2 separate regions of the Callithrix jacchus genome follow, and region 2 is linked to region 1. Evidence: chromatin contacts called from public Hi-C data. All regions are on one chromosome and are shown on one strand. The core of a region is the stretch at or near the end of the contact, and the rest is flanking DNA. Distances in the headings are between cores, read along the strand shown. Region 1 overlaps LOC144578448 (a long non-coding RNA gene). Region 2 holds the start of ZC3HC1 (zinc finger C3HC-type containing 1).

The links. A called contact is a pair of places that touch in the nucleus more often than the background predicts.
Region 2: a Hi-C map of skeletal muscle shows a contact between it and region 1, with 5 times the contacts expected there. The contact joins the promoter of ZC3HC1 here to the enhancer-like site in region 1. A contact is called at or near these places in 2 of 3 Hi-C or Micro-C datasets (both in skeletal muscle).

The regions. Positions count from the first base shown.
Region 1 is chr11:116,407,760-116,413,020 of calJac240_pri, reverse strand. All of the region lies in intron 3 of LOC144578448 (a long non-coding RNA gene), which reads left to right. Among named protein-coding and RNA genes, the nearest start is that of KLF14, 110 kb to the left of the region's middle. Within about 2 kb of position 1,975, at least 1 of the 16 cell types and tissues checked has an H3K27ac peak or open chromatin away from gene starts, as enhancers often do. A contact at or near this core is called in skeletal muscle, where this site is marked.
Region 2 is chr11:117,160,237-117,165,497 of calJac240_pri, reverse strand. It overlaps ZC3HC1 (zinc finger C3HC-type containing 1), which reads right to left and starts at 2,606. Exons shown (of 8, transcript XM_078343766.1): 1 at 2,453-2,606. The coding sequence starts at 2,489.

The sequences.
Region 1 (5,261 bases), core at 726-3,225:
TTAACCTATCATCTCCTTGTGTTCAGTTCACTCCTGCCTACTCAGCAGCATCAGCAAATAAACACACCTTAGCATCTCCCATCTTAAGAGAAGGAAAATCTGCCCTTCCCATAGGACGCGGCCCAGGCTCCATCTCACGTTTGTTCCCTATCAGAGTGAAACTTACAATAATTCCCCTTATTTCTTCATTCTCTTCCATACTCTCTTCAGCTTCCTCAATCTGGCCTTCCCCTCCCTAACTCCATTAAAGCTTTTCTTGTCAAAGCTACTGAGAGCCTCCATGTTAAAATACTGTCACTATTCATGTCTCACTCGACCTCTCAAAAGCACTCAAAATACATTTTTCCTTTGGCTTTTGTGACCACATATTTGTGTCTTTTCACCTATTTCCACATCCTTTTTTCTGTGTAAATTCCCTCTCTAGACTGGGTGCGGTGGCTCATGCCTGTAATCATCCCAGCACTTTTGGAGGCTGAGGCAGGTGGATCACCTGAGGTCATGAGTTCGAGACCAGCCTGGCCAACATGGCGAAACCCCATCTCTGCTAAAAATACAAAAATTAGCCAGGTGTGGTGGCACATGCCTGTAGTCCCAGTAACTTGGGAGGCTGAGGCAGGAGAATCGTTTGAACCTGGGAGGCAGCAGTTGCAGTGAGCCAAGATCGTGCCAGTGCACTCCAGCCTGGGCGACAGTGCAAAACTCCATCTCAAGAGAAATAAATAAATACATAAATTCCCTCTCTAGATTATCTAATCTAATGACTAAATATCACTTGACTTAAATATCATTTACATGCTAACGACTCCCAAATGTAGACATTTTCAGTTCTGGGTGTTCCCTTGAGAAATGGGGTTGTTTGTCTAGTAGTTCATTTAACACCCACACGTGGATGTCTAATGGATATGAAAGCTAAGACAGCAAAAGTGAACTTCATTCCCTCTCTTCAAGCCTGTTCTCATTTGCCCCCATTTCAGTAAACAGCCGCATCAAATAGGTGCTCAACTGAAAAACGTAGGGTCTTCTGGGATCCCTTGATTGCCTTCAGCCAGGTGCACCTGCTAAACACATTCCCCAAATGTTACTTCTATTTTGCCTGCTGCCGCTGCAGTTCAAGGCACCATCATCTCTCACCAGTACCTGCTTTCTAAGTGGGCTCCATGGTTCCATGCTTGGCCTTGCCAACACATCCTCCACATGGCAGCAAGAATCACCCCCCTTTAAAATGTGGTCTGTATCACATCATCCTCCGAACTAAACCCATCATGGCTGCCTAGGAGGAAACTCCAAATTCTTGACCACAGGCTGCAGTGTGTACATGCTTTTGTCCCTGCCAACCTCTCTGATCACTTTTTTTTTTTTTGAGACGGAGTTTTGCTCTTGTTACCCAGGCTGGAGTGCAATGGCGCGATCTCGGCTCACTGCAACCTCTGCCTCCTGGGTTCAGACAATTCTCCTGCCTTAGCCTCCTGAGTAGCTGGGATTACAGGCACGAGCCTCCATGCCCAGCTAATTTCTTGTATTTTTAGTAGAGATGGTGTTTCACCATGTTGACCAGGATGGTCTCAATCTCTTGACCTTGTGATCCACCCGCCTCGGCCTCCCAAAGTGCTGGGATTACAGGCGTGAGCCACCGCATCTGGCCCTCTGATCACATTTTTTATTGTTCTCTTCTTTTCTGATTACATTCTTCACTGGTATTCTTTATGTTGCTTAAAATTCCTTCCCACTGCAGGGTTATAGTATTCAGCAGTTTCTTCTGGCGGGAATGCTCTTTCTTCACTTCTTTCCATGATTAACTCTTTTTTTCATTAACCAGATCTCCTCTTAAATGTTGCCTGCCTTCCCTGAACCCACCCCTTCCTTTCCATTCTCTTTACCATCAGGAAAGGCAGGGTCATGCTATAGCAACAGATTGCAGTGGCTTAAAACAACAAAAGTTTACTTCTTGCTCACTGTACATTGCAGGTTGCAGGTTGGCTGAGGACCCCAGTCCATGCTGTCCTCACTCTGAGCTGAGGGAGCAGCTGCTGTGCCTGGAACAATGCCAGTCACCACGTTGGGGAAAGAAGGCTCTGGAGGGTGCTGCAAAGGCAACCAAACTCTTGGCCTGGAAATAACTCCTTCCCTTCCCTTCTCTTTGCTTCCCTCTTCCCTTCCCTCTTCCCTTTTCCTTTTCCTTCCCTTCCCTTCCCTTTCCTTTTTCCTTTCCTTTTTTTTTTCTTTTTTGGAGACAGAGTCTAGCTCTGTCATCCAGACTGGAGTGCAGTGGAGCGATCTCAGCTCAGTGCAACCTCTGCCTCTGGGTTCAAGAAATTCTCCTGTCTTAACCTCCAGAGTAGCTGGGATTACAGGTGCCTGCCAACATGCCTGGCTAATTTTTATATTTTTAGTAGCAAGGGGGTTTCGCCATGTTGGCCAGGCTGGTTTCCAACTCCCAGCCTCAAATGATCCACCTGCCTCGGCCTCCCAAAGTACTGAGATTACAGGCGTGAGCCTCCATGTACAGCCAACATGCATCACCTCTGATCACAAGTTATTGGCCAGACTGTACATGGCCCTACCCAATCACAGAGAGCCACAAAAAATAATCATATAGATGCCCAGAAGACAATCAGCTCTAACAGCTATCACACATTTTACACTTAAAAAAAATTTTTTTTTGGAGAAAGGGTCTTGCTTGGTCACCCAGGCAGGAGTGCAGTGGTGCTATCTTGGCTAAATGCAGCCTGGACCTCCTGGGTTCAAGCGATTCTTATGTCTCAGCTTCCCAAGTAGCTGGGACTACAGGCATGTGTCACTACATCCCGCTAAGTTTTGTATTTTTTGTAGAGACAGGGTTTTGCCATGGTGGCCATGCTGGTCTTGAACTCCTGGGCTCAAGTGATCTGCCCACCTTGGCCTCCCAAAGGGTTGGGATTACAGGTGTGAACCACTGCACCTGGCCCTCGATCACACTTCTTATATCATTCTGTCTATGCAATGTTTTCTACTTTGAAAGATAAATTCTGCATAACCACCACCCAGGTTAATAAATAAAATAATTCCAAGGTCTTAGAGGCCTCTCCTTTATAGCTCTCCCTCTCCCAGGGAGCTCACCACCATCCTAACTTTGCGGTTAATAAGAACAATGCTTTTAGGTACAGTTTTACGCCAAACCACATATTTTTGTTTAGTTTTAGCTATTTTGAACTTACTAAGTGGCAGTATTTTAAATTGTTTCTTTCAATAAGTGAAGTGTTTAAAAGGTTTATCTTTATTGATGAATGTAGCTGTTTTTTAATGTATCTATTTGGCCAGCCATGCACCTGTAATCCCAGCTACTCAGGAGGCTGAGGCAGGAGGATTGCTTGAGCCCAGGAGTTCAAGACCAGCCTAGGCAACACAGTGAGACCCACTCAATCAACTAATCAGTCAGTTATTTTTGATAAATAATACATGTATCAACTTTAATGTTAAGGTATATTTGTACTGTTTTCAGTTTTAGGCTTTGGGAAACATTGCTTCCGTAAATGTTGTAGTACCTATCTCGTGGGAGTGAAGTTGCTGAATCGTAGGTTACATGCAAGTTCATCTACACTAGATCATGTGAAATTGTTTTCAAAAGTGATTTAAGGCCGGGCGCGGTGGCTCACGCCTGTAATCCCAGCACTTTGGGAGGCCGAGGTGGGTGGATCACGAGGTCAAGAGATTGAGACCGTCCTGGTCAACATAGTGAAACCCCGTCTCTACTAAAAATACAAAAAATTAGCTGGGCACGGTGGCGCATGCCTGTAATCCCAGCTACTCAGGAGGCTGAGGCAGGAGAATTGCCTGAACCCAGCAGGCAGAGGTTGCAGTGAGCTGAGATTAAAAAAAAAAAAAGTGATTTAAAATGTGCTCCCGATGCCATCAGTTCCAGCCGCTGCATGTCTTTACCAATGGTTGGTATCGTTGTACTTTTTAATTTTTGCCAATCTGGTGAGTGTATGATGGTCTCATTCTGTTTTTGCTTTGATAACTAATGAAGCTGACCACCATTACACATGTGTTTTGTTTATTTATTTAGCTGGGGTATTCAGTTTACTACTGTCCCAGCATAGCTGTTCACGTGGTCACCTTTCATTCTCTAACATGTCTCGGTTTAGAGACACGGCACCCTATCCTTAGTGGGGTCCCTCCACTGACATGGAAATTTCCTTCTTGTTTAGGATGATGTGGTCAGGCATTTCTGAGGAAAGAAAAAAAAAATGGGATAGATACATAGGACTGAGTGAAAAACAGATGAGAGGGAAACCAAAGTCATTAACTGTGACTACTCAGTCTGACTCAGGATGACCATTTCCAAAATAATGTGTGATGGAGCCTTCGAATGGGTGCAGAGCAGATGGGTCTGAGCAGCATAATCCAGCAGTCAAAGTGAAAGAATTTGTTTACTGGTTTCTCAGACATGACTCAAGGCACGATCATGATTTGAGAGTTGGTCACAGTGTCTGCTGCAGCCACTCACTTCCCTTTCAATCTGTAACAAATCTCTCAAAAACTGACATCTGAAACCAATAGTGTGTTTCTTACCTTGAGATCATTCTGTGAAGTTTCTTAGTCTATTTTTAAAAATGTTTTTGTTATAGTTTATTTTCCAAGTAATACTGATTAAAGATATTTATACACCTACTTCTAGGTTCACAGTTGAGCATTCTTATTTGAATGGCTTTGAAAGTTATAGCACAGGGTCTTTACATTAAGGATCAGGGGGAAAGACTCCATTCAGAACGAAGCCTGATAATGATAGACATGTTTTTTTTCTGTACGTTATTTTAAATACATTAATTTTTAAATGATGCTCATCTTTTTTTCTTTTCCTCCTGGTGGTAAAATACTAGTGCAACTTTTCATCAAAATAAAGTTTACCAGAGAAATGTAAATGTATTTTTCCCAATCGAAAATGGGCCTTCAGCTGCCACTAAATAAAATTTCTCAACCTAACTTAAGTGAAAAAGAACTGGTGGTTGTCATTATAAGCAAAAATATAAAGTATCCTAGCATCGTCTACATTGTTCCTTAAAACAAACTCTGAAAGAAGCAGAGATGCTTTATAGAAGTTTAGTTGGTTTTGAAAAGGCACATGGGTTTTTTTTTTTAACATTCTAGAAATTTTCCCACCACCACTCTTTCTGTTGCGGAGACAGCATTGGTGACTACGGGGCTGGACAAGAACATTTGTTCAAACTAAAGAAAGCCAGAAGCGAAAATTCAGCTGCAGAGTAGCAATGCACTTCTCATCA
Region 2 (5,261 bases), core at 1,357-3,856, 750 kb before region 1:
TTTTAGGGCAATTTGTTATGCAGCAAAGGGTAGCTAATACACAAAGGAAAATCTAGAAAGAGACAGTATAGTAGTATAGTCTCTAATAATCTAAAAAACATTAGGTTATAATCTTGGATCTGTCATTTGCTAAAGGTTCATCTTGGGAAAGTCATATAACCTGCCCCAAACTGTTTCCTCTTCTGTAAAACAAGTATAATAATGCTTTTTTCATAGGTTTAAGGTCAAGATCAAATGTGATAATATATGTGAAAACATACTATGTACAAGTATTAGTTGTTATTTCTTCTTTTCTCAGGCTCTTAGTGTTTTCTTCAGTAAAAAGAAAAGGTTAGATAATCTCAATTGTCCCTTTGAGGGATAACATATTAGGATGCTGAGTTTCCTATACAATTTCTTAGCATGATTTGATTCTTCTTATACCAGGACCACCAGAAATAAGGATTTGATTCTTAAATTTAAACCTTGAAGAATTTTAAATACCTTGGAGTAATACCTTGGAGGAATTCTAGAAGCAGGCAGAAAGTGCAATTCACATGAACTAAAAAAGGATATAGAAAATGTTTCCACTCTGCTAAAGAAGGCTTCTTTGCTTGTAGATTCCAATGAAGACTGTTCCACTTGGGGTGATTCATTAACTGACTGGGATGTGGCAGACATGTCCTTCCTAACGCAAAGTGGCAAAACTATTGGTAAGCCTTTCATAGTATCCCTCTGCTTAAATATTATCCATGTAGGTTCTCTATGCGTCGTATCATAAATCATACCAATACTGGATTTTAAGCTTCCTAAAAATCATTTTACTCATGTCATTCCTCGGCTTATTATTTGCAATGGTTTTATAATACTTAATAAATAAACCCCAAATTTTCAGTCTGGCATTCAGAACTCTACAGTTTAGCCATACCTAACTTCAACCAAGTTCTACCTCGACAGGGCTCCACTCATCCTAGCAAACTATTCTCCTCACTCACTCACTGTTCTCCACAAGCATTTTGCATAACTTTAGTGAACAGAAAATAAGACTCAAGGCTTCAGATACGCATTATACAATTTGAATCTCTTCAGAAATCTGTTAACAGCAGAAAAAACAATTTTGATATTTCTACCTGGAAAGACCTTTGATACCCACTCCTTCCAAAAAAAAAAGTACCAATTAGAAAAATTCAAATAAAGGAAAGATCTTCAGGAGATTTCATGAAAAAAAAAAAACTAGGGAGAAAAAAGTCAGCAAAGCAATTATCTCATTTTCAGTGGAAGGCATTTCAGCAGTGCCTGGGGAAGTGCTGAAAGACCAGCATTATTTTAATAAAAATAGGATTACATCAACTATCATAGCTCCAAAGACATAAATTCTAGCCGGGCGCGGTGGCTCACGCCTATAATCCCAGAATTTTGTGAGGCCAACAAGGGCGGATCACCTCAGGTCAGGAATTGGAGAGGTCAGCCTGACCAACATGGTGAAATCCTGTCTCTACTAAATATACATAATTACCCAGGCATGGTGGCACATGCCTGTAATCCCAGCTACTCGGGAGGCTGAGGCTGGAGAATCCCTTGAACCTGGGAGGCAGAGGTTGTGGTGAGCCGAGATTGCGCCATTACACTCCAGCCTAGTAAACATGAGTGAAACTCCATCTCAAGAAAAAAAAAAAGAAATTCTTTCTAAGACTCTCAGAGAATCAGAGAGCCTCAAGGGGGTGTGGTTCTTAGGGGGAAAAAAATTACAGCATCCATAAACTTGGATGGGTAAAAATGACACTTATTTCTCTCTAAATGACAAGATTTAGCATTTTCTTCAATTGTGAACGAAAGTAAAAATACCATATTAGTATTAGCAGTACCAGTTAATTTGTCACCAATGGAAATAATGTTCCCAACATTATGGTGGTTGCACATTTTCAAATAGCTTTGTGCTCAACACTACTTCAAAATTATGGTTGACTAGACATACTACTAGATATTATGAACTCTTTAATATGTTACTGCAATAACTTTTTTCTTTTACTATCTTGATAATAACATTCCAATCTAACTGGTTTCCTTTACAGTCCTATGTAATTTACTTTAAGCATTTACAAAAATTCTGAGTTCATAAACTTCTCCAGACAGCCAAAGAGGTCCACGGCACAAGAAAAAGGTTAAGAATCCCCAAGTAAAAGAAGTCAGGCGCACTCATTCAGTTAACGGTCCTCGTTTTTTCCTTCCAAAAATAATGTCCGATGACAAAATTTCGGTTATGATTATGAATCCAGTACATCCCGAGGGGAAGATCAAAGCCAATCAAACATAGTAATCCCAGTATCTTTCAGATCCTGAGAAGCCAGCCTCCACTGCCCGAGTCGCCGACCGAGGGGGACCTTCCCTACCCGCTACCCCCTCTCCAGGCCTGTGTTTCCCAAGCCTTCTCCACTTTTCCAACGCTGGACCCAGGGTTAACTCATTAACTCACGCGTCCACGCCTCCCTCTTCCGGGGCGATCCCCTCATCTATCAGCTGCCGGATTTTCTGGGGGGTTCCTTCTGGGGAGCGAACTACTGCACCCCAATTCTTTTCAACCCCCATGGCAAACGCTAATCCCTCACTGGGCGCCGCCATCTTGGTCCGCTGCCGAGTTGCTTCCCCGAGGGTTTGAAGGCTCCGGAACTTCCGTCCTGGGCGGCTAATATCCGCCTCTGGAGGCTGCGCGGCGGGGGAAGTGTAATCGCCGGACCCCCGCCTCCCTGACCGCGTTGGAATCTTAGAGCTACCTTGTTTAAGGAGGGCTGTAGGGTTTAGGACACTCTTAATTAGTCGTTTCCTTTATCAACTAGCGTATCTAGGTTAAGACATATTTAGAACGCTGTCTCTCCAAATTCAGCAGGGATGAGGGGCCCAACTTAGTTTTCAAGTAATACTAACTTAAACTAGTTGCATTTTTTTTTACAGGCAAGGAAACGGTAATTGAGAGCAAATAATTTAGAATCCTTATTGGAAACTGTGTTATGGGTGGATTTAGAAGTCTGTGGCATTTGACACTATTGACCTTCCTTCCTTTGTCCAACAAATGTTTATTGAAAGTGTCTTTTCTTCTTTCTTTTTGGCAGAGTTTCGCTCTTGTCTCCTTTCGCCCAGGCTGGGGTGCAGTGGCACGATCTCCTTGGTTCACTGCAACCTCCCCCTCCCGGGTTCAAATGATTCTCCTACCTCGGCCTCCCAAGTAGCTGGGATTACAAGCACGTGCCACCACGCCCAGCAATCTTTTTTTGTATTTTTAGTAGAGACGGTATTTCACCATGTTGGCCAGGCTGGTCTCAAACTCCTGACCTCAGGTGATCCGCTTCCTCAGCCCCCCAAAGTGCTAGGATTACAGGCATACGTCACTGTGCCCAACCAAAAGTGTCCTATTGATTATAGGCACTGGCAATGACAGTAGTGAGCAAAGGAGCTGTAGGTCTTGGTGGAGTTAGATATCAAATACATTTTCCTATTGTTTCAAAATTATGATTACAAGTGCTCCAAGGATGCACCAACATTGTAATAGGAGAACCTAATTTAGTTTGCACATTCTCCTGAGACAGTGAGGTGCTGGAACTGAGATGGATGAGATTATAGGGAAGAAATCTGTACAGAATCCTCCTGTTAAAACATGTGCGCCCTGAATGGAAAGACCCCCCAAACAGGCTTTGTGTGAGCAACATGGCTGTTTATTCACCTGGGGCTGAGTCCAAAAAGGGAGTCAGAAAAGGGCAGTGGGATCGGAGTTGGTTTTATACGTTTGGGGTGGGCAGTAGAAAGTTATAGTTTAGGGCGTTTTTTTGCAAGCTGAGAAGTGGTCGTAGGTTTGCAACCTGGGAGGGGTCATAGGGTGTGGAGTCAGGAGGTTGACCAAGGTCAGTTACAAATTCCAATGGCCTTATCAATTAGGGCGGGAATAAGGAACAATAGAGAATGTCTCAAAGTTAAGTAGGCCCCACAGGGGTTGATCATTTCTTCCTCTTTTCATGGTCTTCCAGTTTAGATTTTCCAGGAACTCATCCTCTGAGACCAAGTTTTGCTCTTGTTGTCCAGACTAGAGTGCAATGGTGCGATCTTGGCTCACTGCAACCTCCGCCTCTCAGGCTCAAGCAATTCTGCTGCCTCAGCCTTCCGAGTAGCTGGGATTACACGTGTGTGCCCCCATGTCCAGGTAATTTTTGTATTTTAGTAGAGACGGGTTATTGTTCTCTTGGCCAGGCTACTCTCGAACTCCTGACCTCAGGTGATCCGCCCGCCTAGGCCTCCCAAAGTGGTGGGATTACAGGCATAAGCCACTGTGCCTGGGCTTGAGTTGTTATTTAATGTGTTACAGAGGCACATTAATTACTATATCACAGCTGGGTGCGGTGGCTCACTCCTGTAATGCCAGCACTTTGGAAGGCTGAGGTGTGCAGATTTTCTTGAGCTCAGGAGTTTGAGACCAGCTTGGACAACACGACGAAACCCTGTCTCAATAAAAATCACAGAAATTAGGGAGGCTGAGGCAGGAGAATTGCTTGAACCCAGAAGGTGGAGGTTGCGGTAAGCCGAGATTGTGCCATTGCACTCCAGTCTGGGTAACAACAGCGAAACTCCGTCTCAAAAAAAAAAAAAAAAAATCACAGAAATTAACGAGTTGTCGTGGCTACAAGCTGAGGCGGCTGAGGTGGGAGCATAACCTGAGCCCAGGAGGTTGAGGCTGCAGTCAACCGTGATTGCTGCGCTGCACTCCAGCCTAGACAAGAGACCCTGACTCAAAAAAAAATTTACTAGATTACAAATTTAATTATTTTAATATTTTGATATCTATATTTCAATATAATTCATTTCCTTTGTAATCCTACACATTTTATTTTATGCATTAAAAACATTATTCTTGAGGCTGGGCACGGTGTCTCACGCCTGTAATTCCAGCACTTTGGGAGGCTGAGGCAGGTGGATCACAAGGTCAGGAATTCAAGACCAGCCTGGCCAACATGGCGAAACCCTGTCTCTACTAAAAATACAAAAATTAGCTGGGTGTGGTGGTGTGCGCCTGTAGTCCCAGCTACTTGGGAGGCTGAGGCAGGAGAATTGCTTGAACCCAGAGGCGGAGGTTGCAGTGAGCCGAGATTGTGCCACTGCACTCCAGCCTGGCACCTGGCAACAGAGCGAGACTCTGTCTCAAAAGAAACAAAACAAAACAAAAAATAGCCAGGTATAGTGGGGGGCGCCTATAATCCCAGCTACTTGGGAGGCTGAGGCAGGGAATTGCTTGAACCTGG